2 separate regions of the Sus scrofa genome follow, and region 1 is linked to region 2. The links are chromatin contacts, called in public HiChIP or PLAC-seq maps. All regions are on one chromosome and are shown on one strand. The core of a region is the stretch at or near the end of the contact, and the rest is flanking DNA. Distances in the headings are between cores, read along the strand shown. Region 1 holds the start of LOC110259265 (182 kDa tankyrase-1-binding protein-like). Region 2 holds the start of ZFP91 (E3 ubiquitin-protein ligase ZFP91).

Region 1 (7,299 bases), core at 54-2,553, 1.1 Mb before region 2:
GCAGAGCCTGTCCAAGTGGGCACGGAGGAGAGGCACATGACAGAAAAAATAAAATAAAATAAAATAAAACACGAGACTGTTTCCTTGTCCTTGAACATGTTACCAGGGACATGGTGTGGGTGGTGAGAAATGGAGACAAATTGGTCCAAAACCAAGACACCCTTTCAGCTGGGGTCCTAATGGGCACCTCAGCGGTGTGACCCGCGGCAGCAAGGAAGCAGGGTTAGCCTTCCCCAAAGGAAGAGGGGGTCGCGGCAGCCCAGAGGCCCCAGCCCGGAAACCCAGGTGACCAAGGCCAGAGCCAAGGGCTGTAAACTCACAGCAGCTCTGAGCACTCCCCACCTTCAGCAGTCAGGAGGAGACTAGCTGACCCCCGGGAGCACAGGCCTCCAGAAGGGCAGTGGGGGAGGCCAGGCAGCTCGAGCCCCGGGGCAGAGGCCCAGAGAAGCATCGCCGAAGGCGGGGTCACCCCTATGGACCCTGGGATCTCCAGCGGATCTGGGGCCAGAGAGGTCGGCAGGGACAGCCTGTGAACTGCTGGAAGAGGGAGGGCCAACGGGAAGACGGAACAGCCCGGGGCGAGGGGCCGTTTGGAGGGGCCCAGTGGGGAGCTCTGGACACAGAGGGGCCGGCAGCAGCCGGAGAGGAGGAGGAACAGGGTGGAGGAGGAGGCGGTGGCGGCAGAAGCGGAGGACCTGTGCGCGGGATGTGAAGCAGCGGCGAACAGACTGGCGACGCGGACTGGGTGGGGGCGGACTGGGGTGGCTGGGGGCGTGCCGAGGGAGCCGGGGGAGGGGGCTAGCCAGGCCCCGGGAAAAGAGAGGGCGGGGGTCCCTCAAGTAGCTCCGCCCGCCCCCGGCTCCGCCTCAAGCCCTCGCCCCCTCCCCCCTTTCTTCTGGCTCGGCCAGCACGAGCGCCAGACCGTGCACCCTCTGCCCCCGCGCACACGCTCCAGCTCCCCTGTGTCCCCCGCCTCCCACGCGCCCCCCGGCCCCTGCAAACTTTCCTAGTGATCCCCCTTTCCATCTCAACCGAGGTCCCGACTGGAAAGCGCCCACTCCTTCCATGCCTTTCCCCGCCGCCACCTCTCCCGAACCCCGCCCCCTCCTTCACCCTCCTGCCCGCCCCCGCGCACTCACGCGCTCCCCCGGGATCCGGCTCCGCTCGGCTCCGGCTCGGTGCCCCGATGCCAGTCTCAGCCGCCGCTACCGCCGCTGCTGCCGCCGTCACCGCGGGACCAAGCCAGTGCGAGCCTTGGCGGGGCCCCGCCCCTAGCTCCACCCACGCCCACGCCCCCAAGGCGCCTCATGAATATCCATGAGCCGGTGAAAACTAGGAGTGGATAGAGCCCGCAGAACTCGCCAGATCGTATGCAAATAGGCGCAGCCCAGGTACTCAATTATTCATGAACCTTGCAAATGAGGGGCCCGCCCCAGGCTCAGACCCCGGCGAAACTGACGCAATTCAACAGCTAAAGAGCGCTTGGGCAAAATGGCAACCGAGACGACTGCCTAGAGAGGAGACTGCTTTAGGACTGCCCAATCCTCAGGCCCAGCCTCCTTGTACTGATTGCAGCACCATAGAGTCACGGTTAGAAAGAAGGTAACCGTTGGCGGACTGGAAAGGCTTCCTGTGGCAAAACACCTGAGAGCCTCCGCAACGTGGCCACTCCACGTGTATAATTCCAGGTTTAGAACCACGGGGATGACTGGAAGCTGTTTTCCTTGCTCATTTTCATTTACCTCCTGTCATGCCCCATTCCCAGATATAAATTCCTAACTTAAAAATGCGGCATACCCCTTTCCTCCAGTAAGAAAAGCCGCACACATACTCCATTCTTTCCCACACACCCTCAGACTACACCCCAACCACTCCCACGACACACACATACACACACACACACACACACACACACACACACTCATCCTCCCCAATTCTCCAGGCTCAGGTTTCCATTCCCACGTCTGCAGGGAAGCTGGTCAATCCTGATTCCATTATCTGAAGCCTTGGTAGACCCTTGACTCATAGGTGATTAAGGATGGAGCCGGTCCTGCCGCCCCTCAGCTTGGCTAATGGAGTGTAACTGTGAGAGCGACTTTCTAATGAGATCAGCTCTCATTTCTGGACTCTCAGGTGGCCCATCCCGGCAGAAGAGAGTGAAAACCAATGCTTGTTGAGCCGAGAACAGAACAGGATGTACCTGCAGACTTGCTTCCCAGCTGAAGGGTCAAAAGAGAGAGCAGTAAACACAAAGAAAAGTGGGGATGATACAACAGGGCTAGAGAGAAGGCAAAAGAACATGGTTTCCAAAGTCAGTTCCCTTTATTAAATGTTGCTTTTCACAGACCAGAAATACAAAATAAAAGTAGAAATAAGCCCCAGTTAGGAGCTTCAGGCCTGACCTCACATGACCCCTGCTTGCAGCAACTTGAACAGGACAAGCAGCAGCTAGTTTCCAAAGGTCAGGAAAGTAGGACAAGGATTTGGATCCTGTACTGCCCTGCCTCCCACCCGATCTCTCCCCAAATTATAAAGAGCCATCCTTGCGAGGCAGCAGAGTAAGACGTCTCCCCTGCTGCCCCCATGAAGTGCATCCTGGCAGGAGCTTGTTCAGATGGCACAGAATCGAAGGACTGTATTTCACATGAGGAGAAACTGGTACCAGAACGCGGGTGGGGAGACTGGGGTATGACCGGGCAAGGCCAAGGAGAGAGAATCTTCCTCCTCTCTACTCATCAGATGCTGACCCCGAGTCCTCGGAGCTGGGGGGAGTACTGGCTAGGTCCTCTTCTTCAGAGTCCTGAAAACCAAAGTTCCCTTAGGAGCAAAGTACAGTGCGAATCCAGGTGTCCCCAACCACTGTGGTGAAGAGCCCCCACCTCTCCCCCCTGCCTTAACTCCAACACTAGCCTTCAGAAGCAGCGTTCGGTCGAGCCATGCCCCCTCATTATTCTTACAGACCAACCACAACCCCCAGTCCAGAAAGAACTGCCCCACCACCGGTTCAGATGCCCCTCATCCTTCCAGACCCTCAGCCCCCAAACTCCGGCCGCACCTCGCTCCGCCGTCTCTTCTTCTTGCTCTTGTTCTCTCCTGAGGAGCTCTCGTCACTGGACACAAACTCTTTGCTCTTAAAGCTCTCACTCAGCTGCCGTGATGAAGACTTGGATGACGAGCCCCTGGAGGGCGTTGATTTCTTCTCCATCTTTACCTTGACTTTTTTCTTCTTCTTTGACTTATCCCTACATTAGCAAAAGGGAAAAGGGGCTGGGCCCTCCGGTTCCCCCCATCATCAAAGCCAAACCTCTCCTGGCTGGAACGAGCCTTTCCCAATCCCAGCCACACTGACCAGCTCAGTGAAAACAGCCAGCCAGGCATGTCAGCCCCAAGTGCCCCCAGGGAGCGCATCATAAATGAAGAACTAAAAGAATCAGGGGCTCCAGCGTGAAGCAGCCCACATACAAAACGTACTTAATGTTGCTGACTTTGTCTTTAAAAATGCCTGTGAGAGTTCCTGTCGTGGCTCAGTGGTTAACAAACCCGACTAGTATCCATGAGGACGCAGGTTCCATCCCTGGCCTCGCTGTGGGTTAAGGATCTGGTGTTGCCGTGAACTGCAGTGTAGGTCGCAGATGCGGCTTGGATCCTGCGTTGCTGTGGCTGTGGTGTAGGCTGGCAGCTGTAGCTTTGATTCTCGACCCCTAGCCTGCGAACCTCCACATGTAACAGGTGAGGCCCTAAAGAGACAAAAAACAAAAAATGAATAAAAAATAAAAATGCTTATGAATTATACTCCATAATAATTTTTAATTTCCCATACCTTCAAATAAAACTCACCCTCTTAGGAAAATGAGCCATATATATCCATGTGACTTCAAAAATTCTCTAGCACATTACCCACACCTGGACAACTGCCTACCAGATTTGTGAAGCACCGCCCGACTGCAGTCAGAAGCACATCTATTATTTTTAACACCCCAGTTCTCAACCTGGACCTGCAAAAATACCTGCCAAAAAAAGCAGTGAACTAGGCCATTTTGGCCCCAACACTCACCTCTTAGAAGATTCACCCCGGCCTCCCTCATATTCTTTCATGGCTTTTTCATATTCCCTCCTGGCATCCTCAGCCTTGCGATCCCACTCCTGTCACACACACACAGAGAAAAAAGAAAGAAAAATGAGACCTCTTCCCTGAATCAGGCAAAAAATGGAGAAAAGCTCCACCAATGGCCTATCACTCACTGCCCCTTTTATCAGTTACAAAGTTCACCACTCCTCATGTCTGCTGCCACTCACCTCTTTCTTCTCTTTGGACATTCCCTTCCAGATCTCGCCTGCCTTCTTGGAAAGATCCGTGATACTGATGCCTGGGTGGTCTGACTTGATCTTCTCTCGGCTGGCATTGAGCCACAGCATGTAGGCAGACATGGGCCTCTTGGGGGCATTGGGATCTTTGCCCTTCTTCACCTGCAGAGGAACCCAAATGGCTTCAGCCATCTATTTCCCACAAACCCTTGCATTCTCCCAAATAAATTATTTGGATCGTCTGCTTAAGGGGATAAAATGGAAAAAAGCCTAAACAGCACCAAGCCAGACTGAGAGCTTCCCAAGGGCAAAGACCATGCCCTTCTCCCCTCTACACCCCACTGTCATGCTCCTTAGGGGCCCCTTTCCTTGGGCTCCCAGGACAGAGGAAGCCTGCTCCTACTTCCGATCTCCCAGAAGCTAATTATCCCAAGGACTTTCAAAGATGCTCCTCAAGGCCATCATCACTGGCTACAAAAACCCACCTAGAGGACCAGTCAGCAGGCCCTATGGTGGGGGACAGAAGAAGGTGGCTTCCCTTCCCCAACGGCCGCCCCCCGCCCCCTTAGAGGAGGCCGCACCTCTGTGGGCTTCTTGCGGCTCTTGCGATCCTTGGCCATCTTGGCCTTTTTAAGCTGCTTCCGTTTCTTCTCATCTCGGTCACTGTCACCCTCGTTACTGGAGGAGCTGGCCGAGGCGTTGCTGTCAAACCTGTCAAGGAGAGTGGGTCTTAAGACACCGGGAGAGAAGACAGCACCCCCCAACTTCAGGACAGGAGGAAAATGAGTCCAAAGACACCTGCCCAGAAAGGAGAGTGGGAAAAGGACCGCAGACTCCAGCACCAGTCCCATCCCTGCTTCCTCCATGCCCAGCCATGGAGAATCGATCAATGAGGAAAAACAAATGAAGCCGTGGGCTTCAGCTGCTCTCCTTGACTGTAGGCTAACCCAGACCCTAACCATCCCCATGCTCTTGAGAGACAAAACCGTTGTCCCATCTTGCCCAGAACAGGCCAAGTCCACTTCACTACTTCCTTTGAACTAAACATTATAATCTACCCTATAATCTTTTCTGATGAAGAGATAATAAGTTACTGTATAAAAAGTGGGGAAAATCAACTTCAGCCCAACCCAGCACCTACCCACATAACAAACTGTTCTATCCGATACACGTGGAACTCCCCAGAAGATGGAACTACCTTCTGGCTAAATGGTGCTGAACCATTTTCAAGGCATTTTCACAAGCATCTGCTTACTGACCTTCATAAGTATGTGGCAAACAGAACTAGTTAGTAGACTCCGGCAGATTTTTTTCTTTTTGCTGCCCAACATTAATTTCCAGTTCTTCTGGATTAAGACAGTTCCAAATTCCCATTGGAAACCACCTTGCCCCCATTCAGGAGGAGCTCACTCCAACCACAGGCTCCAAGGGCAGGTATGTGGCTTAGCTCTAGCCCATCGGAGCTCACCCCAGTAACTCAGACTCAAGAGGGGACGGTAGCCACACTGCTCACCCCACTCTCAGAGAAATGGCGCTTCTGGGGGTTAAACCAGTAGAATTAAACCTGCCCAAAGCTTCTCAGGGTCATTTAGTGCTATAAGGAGCAAACTTATCTAAGATAAGGAAATCAGAAGAATTAAAAAACAGATTCCCCACAACTTTTGAATACTTGGATCCAGGTGCCTGAAGCCAGTTCTAGCATCAGACTCCCAGTTACATGAGCTTATAGAATTCCTCTTATGCTCAAGTCAGTTTGAGTCCATTTCTGACATGGGCAATCAAGAGTCTCGACGGATACCACACAAGGGGAACACTGGCACTTCACAGGTGAGGCCACCAAGATGCTACGCCTGACCCAAAGGCCCCCCCAGCGGGGAAGCAGGCCAGCACTGGCCCTTATTCCCATTCTCTCTCCACACTCATCTTCCGGCTTCACAATGTCCCTTGTACCTACAAAGCATCCCGACAACTTTCAAAACGTTTCCGTTTATCATCACCTCACTGGAAGTCACTTTTCCACCCTCGGTCAGCTGCTAATGCTGAGACGTGGGAATGTCCAAAAATCTTCTGGTCCCTTAAGCTTAGAGGCCACCACCTCACCCCCACGAGGTGGACCCAAAACTCACTCCTCTGCCACGTCTTCCTCCTCTTCACCTGGGTTGAATGACTCATCTGAAAAAGAGCACAGGACACATCAGCTCGGCCCCCCAGGGAAATCCAGAGGCCCAGCTCCAGCCCCAGGGTGAGCCCAGCCCTGGCCCCAGGGAGAGCCAACCGCCCCAGTGCCGGGCACTGCCCAGGCGAACTCACCGGTTTCTTCTCCTGAGTCATCGCTGCTGTCATTGGCATTCTCCTCCCGGATCTTGCCCTCCTCCTTCATCCGCTCCAGGTAAGCATCATGCTGGTCTTCATCAGAGTCGGCATATTCATCGTAGCTGGGGTTCATGCCCTGGCCAGGGAAGAGGCGCGAGTGAGGGCCGGCCCACCCTGGTGCCTGCACACTCAAAAGCACTCCCCATGCCTGTGAGTAGATCAGAGCAGCAGTGCCCAGAAGACCCTGGGGCCAGATTGTCCACACACAGCCGATGTGTAGGGCCTTGGCCCAGGACTTCCTGCCAAGGCGGTTAGTCCAAGCCCCTCCCTCTCCCAGCCCCACTGGGGGCTCCTAAGGGGTTGCAGAAACTGCTCTAAGGTCATGCTGAGGAAACCTGCACCGGGAGGGGAAGGGTCACACCACCTCTTTTTTCTATAAGGGTAAGAAGAGAAGAGAAAGTGAAAAGGAGGCCGGAGAAAGCCCTGCCCCTTCCCCACAGAAAGAACAGGAGGGGGGCTCACCCTTCTCCACCCACAGAGGTACCTCTTTCAGTCCTCGGTTTTTGATGTTGAGTTTTTTGGCATTGACAAAATCGAACAGCTTCCCGTACTCCTCCCTGTGAGGGGAGATGCACTGTGTGACCAGACAGGACGGGTCAATGCAGGGGTGAACCTGGTGCT
Region 2 (6,675 bases), core at 1,658-4,157:
ATTCAGTCCAAAAGTATTTGTGCAGTTTATTCTGTGGTTAGCACCAAATTCTCTGTCTACTGTGCCTCTGAAAACAGTGAACCCATAGTTCCCCAAAATAACAGTCCCTCATGCTTCACTCTTGGCCTGAAGTCAGGAGAGAAGTGAAAATAAAATCCTCCAACACTACCCTTCCTTATCCCACCACACGAGGAGATGGCAGCCAAGCATTCATTCCCCCAGAGTTTCTCTTCCAAGAAGCTCCTCACTCACCCAACTCTTCCATTGTCTCACACCCAAGATGCCCTGGTACCACAGGTTGTGAGGAACTGCTTTGGCAAGTGCTGAAGAACAGGACCACAAAGGAACTGAATGAGGCAGCACGCAGCAGCCTCTATAACCCTTTCTGGTTCCTCTATTTGCCTAGCACTTCCTCTCCCTTGATTTGGTGGGTTTCTTTCTCTCTTGTCCTTTTGCAGGTCAGAGTTTTTAAAATGACATAGAAAAGGTGGGTAGTTGGGTTTGAGTTCTCATTGTGCATTGGCTCGGGTGATAAAGATTCAAACCTAATTTTGAAAATTTTGAGAAACTCCTATGTGCCAGGATCCATCTTGAATTCATGGGAATAGCAGATTTGCACTTGTGTTTTTTCCCAGTGTGTGACTGTGTATCAGAGAATCTTTTTTTTTTTTTTTCTTTTTCTGTGAAGCTGGGGTTCATGCTTTTCATAAAATTCTCCTTCATAAAATTCTCATCAGAGTTAACCAGCACCCAATTCATTTTTTTTTTTTTTGGTCGCTCAGCAGATATAGAGTTCCCAGGCCAGGGATCAGAGCCCAGCCGCAGTTATGACCTCAGTCATAGCTGCCACAACACTGGATCTTTAACCCAGTGTGTGAGGCTGGGGATTGAACATGCATCCTGTTGAGCCACAGCAGGAGCTCCTCATTTTGCTGTCTTTACTTATCTGGAAATTATGCTCACCTGCTTTCCTAAATAGACTGTCAACCCATTAAAGGCAGAACAGGATTATCAGGACCAGGTTACATTTTAATTCCCTCGGCCAGGTTTATTTCAGTGGTTCAAAATGCAAACTATAGGGGTTGTGAAGAATGAAACTGGGAGATTTGAGACACCAGGTTCTAAGCTGCAGACATCTCAATTAAGCACAATTCCTGCCTACTGCCTTATAGCAGTTTTTCTGAAAAGTCACACTGAGATTAACTTTCACTTTTTTTTTACTGCTGTGATTTTATTCACCTTGAATAAAACATTTAAAAAAAGCCTAATATGAGAAGGCAGTATTTAAAGAACTAAAACTATGGCTCTGTGATATAGATAGTACCCTCATTTTTACCAGTGGTGAAATAGATAATAGTAACTTGCTAAAGATAACAGAATTAGTAGGTAGCTTTGTAACTTGCTATAAGATAGATTTATCTTCCAAGTTTGTAATCTTTCCTCTACAACAGAGTGATCTCTATTTAGGTTACTCTAAAGGAATCATTTGTTCTCCATTTCATTCCATTGTGACTCTCAAAACTTTTTTTTTTTTTTTTTTTTTTTTTGACATAAAGGAGATCCCACCTCTGCATTACTCTGAGCAGCCATTGGATGTCAGTGCCATTCTAAAAGTATGCTCACTGCAAATGGGGGTTTGAAAATTTTCCATCTACACTATGACAGTTTTTACAGTTGAAATGCCAGTAGCCCCATGAAAGTGCGAAACATTCCACAAAGACTATGAACATTGGCCCATCTGAAGTGGTAACTGAACCAAAACACTGGAAGGAATAATGTTCTCAGCCCTTGGCTTGCAAATGTGGGACTCCAACTGCAGTTTAACTGAATGATTCATGTGACACTTAAAACTGGATCCCAAGATCTTGTTTCTATTCATTTACTTTGGAGACTTTTAATTCCGGAGTTTTATTTTCCATGGTTAAGAATCGTTCCTGCAGATCGCTTCTTGATTATAATAGATGAAAGTCAGAAAGGAAGGAACGCAAGAGGCTCACTACCCTCACCAAATCCAACTTGAAGATGAGCAAATGGAAACTTCGTTTTGATGCATTAGGGCAATTTAGTTGCACATGTTGGTGGAGAGAAAAGTAATTTCTGACAAAGCTGCTATTCTGACCACGCTTCCTGTGCAACACAAAACAAGTAAAAACCACAGAAGCACACGGCTTCAGGGCGGGGGGTGTGAAGGAGGCCTTCAATTTTCTGGGTGGGTCACCAGAGTCACGCAAACAACCCTTCATCCTTCTCTCCAGCCCAGGGACCACAGCCAGGTTAAGCAACTGACGCCAGTTCCTTGTCCCCGGCGACATCTAATAAAAAAACAATTCTACAATTCTTTCCACAAACTTTTATTAAAAATCAAATGAGTGGTGGTGATTGTGCTAAGCCCCCTATGAATCAATGGAACCACAATCAATCTTTGACTTTGAGACACTCACAGGTTAGTGGGTCAGACACAGGAGAAGACGGATATTGCAGATATGAACGCTAGCCAGTCTCAGACGATGTGCCATATAACCAAACAAAGGTAAGGGCTATTAAGTGGCCACCCTAGAAATGATTCGCCAACACCAAGTTAAAGAAGCAAGGAAAATCCTGCCAGGCAATCCCGACCAGCAACGGGATCAACAGTTGTGCCCGGACCTGCGCAGGCTCCTTGCGGCCTAACCCGGAAACACAACCTCCCCAGAAGAGCAAATTCTAACTGCGGAAAGAGTAAACTACCTTTCCCATCATGCACCAGTCAAAAACTCCCAGAAGCCTCTCCGCCTCTGGTTTCCTAGCTTTCTTCCTAAGGCGTAGGAGAAGCCGAACTTCGTTTCCCAGGATGCCTTTGGAAAAGTTAACCATGCTCATGCGCTAAGAGGCGGGCCCTACTTGCCCTCACGACCCCGCCTCTGTTTTGCCGCCGCCATTTTTTCAGAGACTTTCATCCGGCAGCCGACGGGGCTTTTTTTCTTAAAGGAGAAGCGACAGCTCAAAAAAATTTCCCCTTTCTCTCCGCAAGACCTAGCGGCGCTGGGGACAGAAAGGCCACAGACAGGAGAGTGGGATCAGGGTGGAGGAAGAAGAACGCCGAGGCTACTTCCGCGGCTTAAGGAAGAAAGCTAGAAAGAGCCCTTGCGGCATTAGCAGCTCCTTAGGGAGGCAGGTGCGCGCGCAGCCAGTTCAGGGTGCGCGCCAGGAGGGGAAAGAGGTGCGTTTTCTTCCCACTAATCTCCTCGCGAGACCTGACCCTCCCACTGCCCCTCGCGCGCGTTGAGCTTCGGAGGTGGGGAAAAAAAAAGGTCACTTTGGGATTGTCGCGAGACGCAGCCGTTTAACGGTGAGAACGGGTGCGCGGGGAAGGAAACCTCGCGCGTTCCCTCGGAGCCGTTTCCTGATTGGCTGAAGAAAGGGGTGGAGGCGGGAACCCGGTACGCCGCTGCGCGAGAGACTGTGAGGGGCGGGGCGAAGGAGCTGTTCCTCCTCTCCGATTGGCCCGCTGTGCGCCTGTGGCGGGCGCGCGCGCGCCGCCAGCAGTAGCGGGCTTTGAGTGGCAGGGGGCGGGGGGGGCGCCCTCGGAGACGGGCGGAGGGGAGGGGGGGAAAAAGAGGAGCGCAGTGAGTGAGCCGAACGCTCCGGGGGGCGGGGGGGAGCAGCGTCGCGGCCGCCGCCGCCTCCGCCTCCGCCGCCTGGGATTAGGGGGTGGGGGACGGACGAGTCCCGATGCCGGGGGAGACGGAAGAGCCGAGACCCCCGGAGCAGCAGGACCAGGAAGGGGGAGAGGCGGCGGCGGCGGCCAAGGCGGCTCCGGAGGAGCCCCAACAACAGCCCCCTGAGGAGGCGGCGGTGGCGGCGCCTGCGGGGACCACTACCAGCCGCGTGCTGAGGGGAGGTCGGGACCGGGGCCGGGCCGCTGCGGCGGCCGCCGCCGCCGCCGCTGCCGCTGTGTCCCGCCGGAGGAAGGCCGAGTATCCCCGCCGGCGGAGGAGCAGCCCCAGCGCCAGGCCTCCCGACGCCCCAGGGCAGCAGTCCCAGGCCGCGAAGCCCCCGTCTCCAGCTCAGGGCAAGAAGAGTCCGCGACTCCTGTGAGTAACGCAGTCTTTCAGGCGGTGGGAAAGACCCCCCTCTATCCGCACGCAACCCTCTCGGCTCCCGTAGCGACCACTCCACGTGACATCCTGCTTGCTCTGCCCCCTGTCGGCTCGCCTGCCAGATGTCACACCGCTTCCTTGTTAGCTGGCGGTCTTATCGGACCTCTCTGGCTTCCCCCGCCCCCCCGCCTGCCGGTCCAGCCACTTCTTTTCTTGAAATCTCCGTTGTGGGATACACTCCTTGTGCTCCCTAGTGACCCACCTCTTCCCTGCCGCCTCAGGCTTCTCCCCACCCTGGCATCTGCGCTCCCTTTGTCAGCCTATCCCTTTCCCTCTTAGGGCTGCTCTCCAGTATTACATCACCTCTCCATTAGGAAATCTACAGCACGCTCTTAGAGCTTAGCCTTCAAAATTTTGTCTCCTCCCCATTTCCCATTAATTAGCCCAAGGGCCAGTTGTACTAGTATCGTTATGTAGTTTTTTTCACTCTGTTAAATTTTCGCAGCAGTTTTCACTCTTTCCAAAATCTGGTACTTAAGAGTAGGGTAAAAACATGAATCTCTCAATTTTAAGTATAGAATCTTTCATATAACTTTAATTTTTTGACAAGTATAACAAGATTAGATAAGTTTTAAGTTTTTGACAAGCAGCATGTTTTTGTTTTTGTGTATGTTTTAATATAGGAACTTAGTCCTTAAAAATTAGAATTGTGTGAAAGGAATTCATGTATTGCCCAGAGATCATAGAGGAATCAAGAATACATGACTAGGAATATAAATATTTTAAGTTGTTAAAATGTTTCTATGTTAAAAATACTGAAGGACAGGTGTTTGTAAATCTGTAAATTAATCATATTAGCCATTGAATTCATTACTGAAAACATTTTTGACTTTAAAGTGAAAAAATTAGTGAAAGCAGGGGAAGTTGAAGATGGGGACAGAAGTCAGTTTTAAATCCTCCCCTCACCACCCTACTTTCCCAGAGAGCATGGCAAGATTTGGCTTATACAGACCCAGTAGATTTAAAACTTGAAACATACCTGTTCCAAAATTAATAGTGAAGTCTGTGACCTTGGCATGCTTGTCTTAGAAGACTCTGAGGAAGAGAAATAAAATTCAGTGTGTATTATGTATTAGATATGCTTTCAAATTATTGAATGTTAGTTAACATAATTTAGAGGATTGCATAAATTACATTTCTGTAGACAGCAGCAATCTGTACTTACAAATCATTCAGCTGCAATTAGGATTCTAATTGCTATAAATGAATTTCATCGTCACAAAAATTTTAAGCTGCTCTTAATCTCAAATTTGAAAAGGTATATATCATTAGCCTTATTTGGATGTAAATTCCTTGGACAAGTTTCTTAAATTCTGTGCCTCAGTTTTAATATATATAGGAGATAAAGTTAGTCCTTATGAGTTTGTGAGAATTAAGTACAGCATGTGAAACACTTAACACAAAGCCCACTACATAGTAAATATTTATTAAAAGTTATTGTTTTGAGCAGTGGTATCTTTGGTAGAGGTATAACTTGTGTGTAGTGGTGTTTTTCATGTAAATTCTGCCAAATTGGATTTTAATTTTTTTTCTATTACGAGGCATAGGAAGGTTAATAATTTAGTATGGTTTTTAAAATTCCCTTCCATTTTTATCTACCCATTTGAAAGTTAAATATATCCATATCCCTTTACCACAGTTCCCTCCCACTGATCCACCAGTTTCAATAATATAAATGATCTCTTAAGATAATTATACCTAGAGAGGTAGTTTTACTGGCTGTCATGGTTTATTATATTCTCTAATTCTTGGCCAAAAAAAAAGTAATAATGAGTTTTCTTTTACTCTCACAATATTAATGTTACAACAGTTGAACTTGGATGAAGCTCACTTAATTAAACCCCTTCAGTTTTTTCTCCACAATATTCCTTGTGGAGAGGAAAGAAAAGTTTTAATTCTCAACGACCCTCTTTTTCCTCCAGTATCATACAAGATAGTAGTGATGTTTTACCTTCTCTTAGCCTCAGAACCATCTCTTGAGTATTTTAAAGTATGCAGATTTGATTGGATTGTTATAATAATTTTCATTTTTTTCTCATTAGGGCTGCACCTGTGGCATATGGAGGTTCCCAGGCTACGGGTCAAATCAGAGCCGTAGCTGCTGGCCTGTGCCACAGCCACGCAGGATCCGAGCTGCCTCTTTGACCTGCGCCATAGCTCGCAGCAACATCAGATCCTTACCCACTGAGCAAGGCCAGAGATTGAACCCACGTCCTCACGGATACTAGTAGGGTTTGTTAACCACTGAACCTCTACAGGAACTCCTGTTTTAATTTTTCTGTTACCCAATTTCAATGTACTGGATGTCCTGGGAATCAAAGGACACCTAAAGCATTTCAGCTCAGTAAACCTTGATTAAGGAGTAACAGGGTCTGGTGCTGTGCTGAGCCAGAGTGTTTAAAGGAAAATGAGACATGGACTTCATCCTCAAGGACTTTGTAGTAAAAAGGGAAGATGCATTGATCAGTGGAGGTTTGCCAAACATGTACATGTTTTACAGGTTTTCAGAATGATACATTTTTAAACTAATTAAGAA

The links. HiChIP or PLAC-seq counts read pairs in DNA pulled down with a chosen protein or histone mark.
Region 1: a contact with region 2 is called in an H3K27ac HiChIP or PLAC-seq map of skeletal muscle, with 6 times the contacts expected there. The contact joins the promoter of LOC110259265 here to the promoter of ZFP91 in region 2. A contact is called at or near these places in 1 of 5 promoter capture datasets (fetal skeletal muscle) and 2 of 2 datasets of contacts at active chromatin or transcription factors (alveolar macrophages and skeletal muscle).

The regions. Positions count from the first base shown.
Region 1 is chr2:13,624,235-13,631,533 of Sscrofa11.1, reverse strand. LOC110259265 (182 kDa tankyrase-1-binding protein-like) reads right to left here and starts at 1,303. Exons shown (of 5, transcript XM_021083047.1): 1 at 1,140-1,303. It overlaps SSRP1 (FACT complex subunit SSRP1), which reads right to left. Exons shown (of 17, transcript XM_003353864.4): 10 at 7,163-7,235; 11 at 6,616-6,754; 12 at 6,432-6,477; 13 at 4,887-5,016; 14 at 4,297-4,467; 15 at 4,055-4,143; 16 at 3,056-3,242; 17 at 2,301-2,800. The coding sequence ends at 2,729.
Region 2 is chr2:12,528,513-12,535,187 of Sscrofa11.1, reverse strand. ZFP91 (E3 ubiquitin-protein ligase ZFP91) reads left to right here and starts at 2,907. Exons shown (of 11, transcript XM_021083007.1): 1 at 2,907-4,073. The coding sequence starts at 3,712. It overlaps LPXN (leupaxin), which reads right to left and starts at 408. Exons shown (of 9, transcript XM_013994304.2): 1 at 253-408. The coding sequence starts at 265.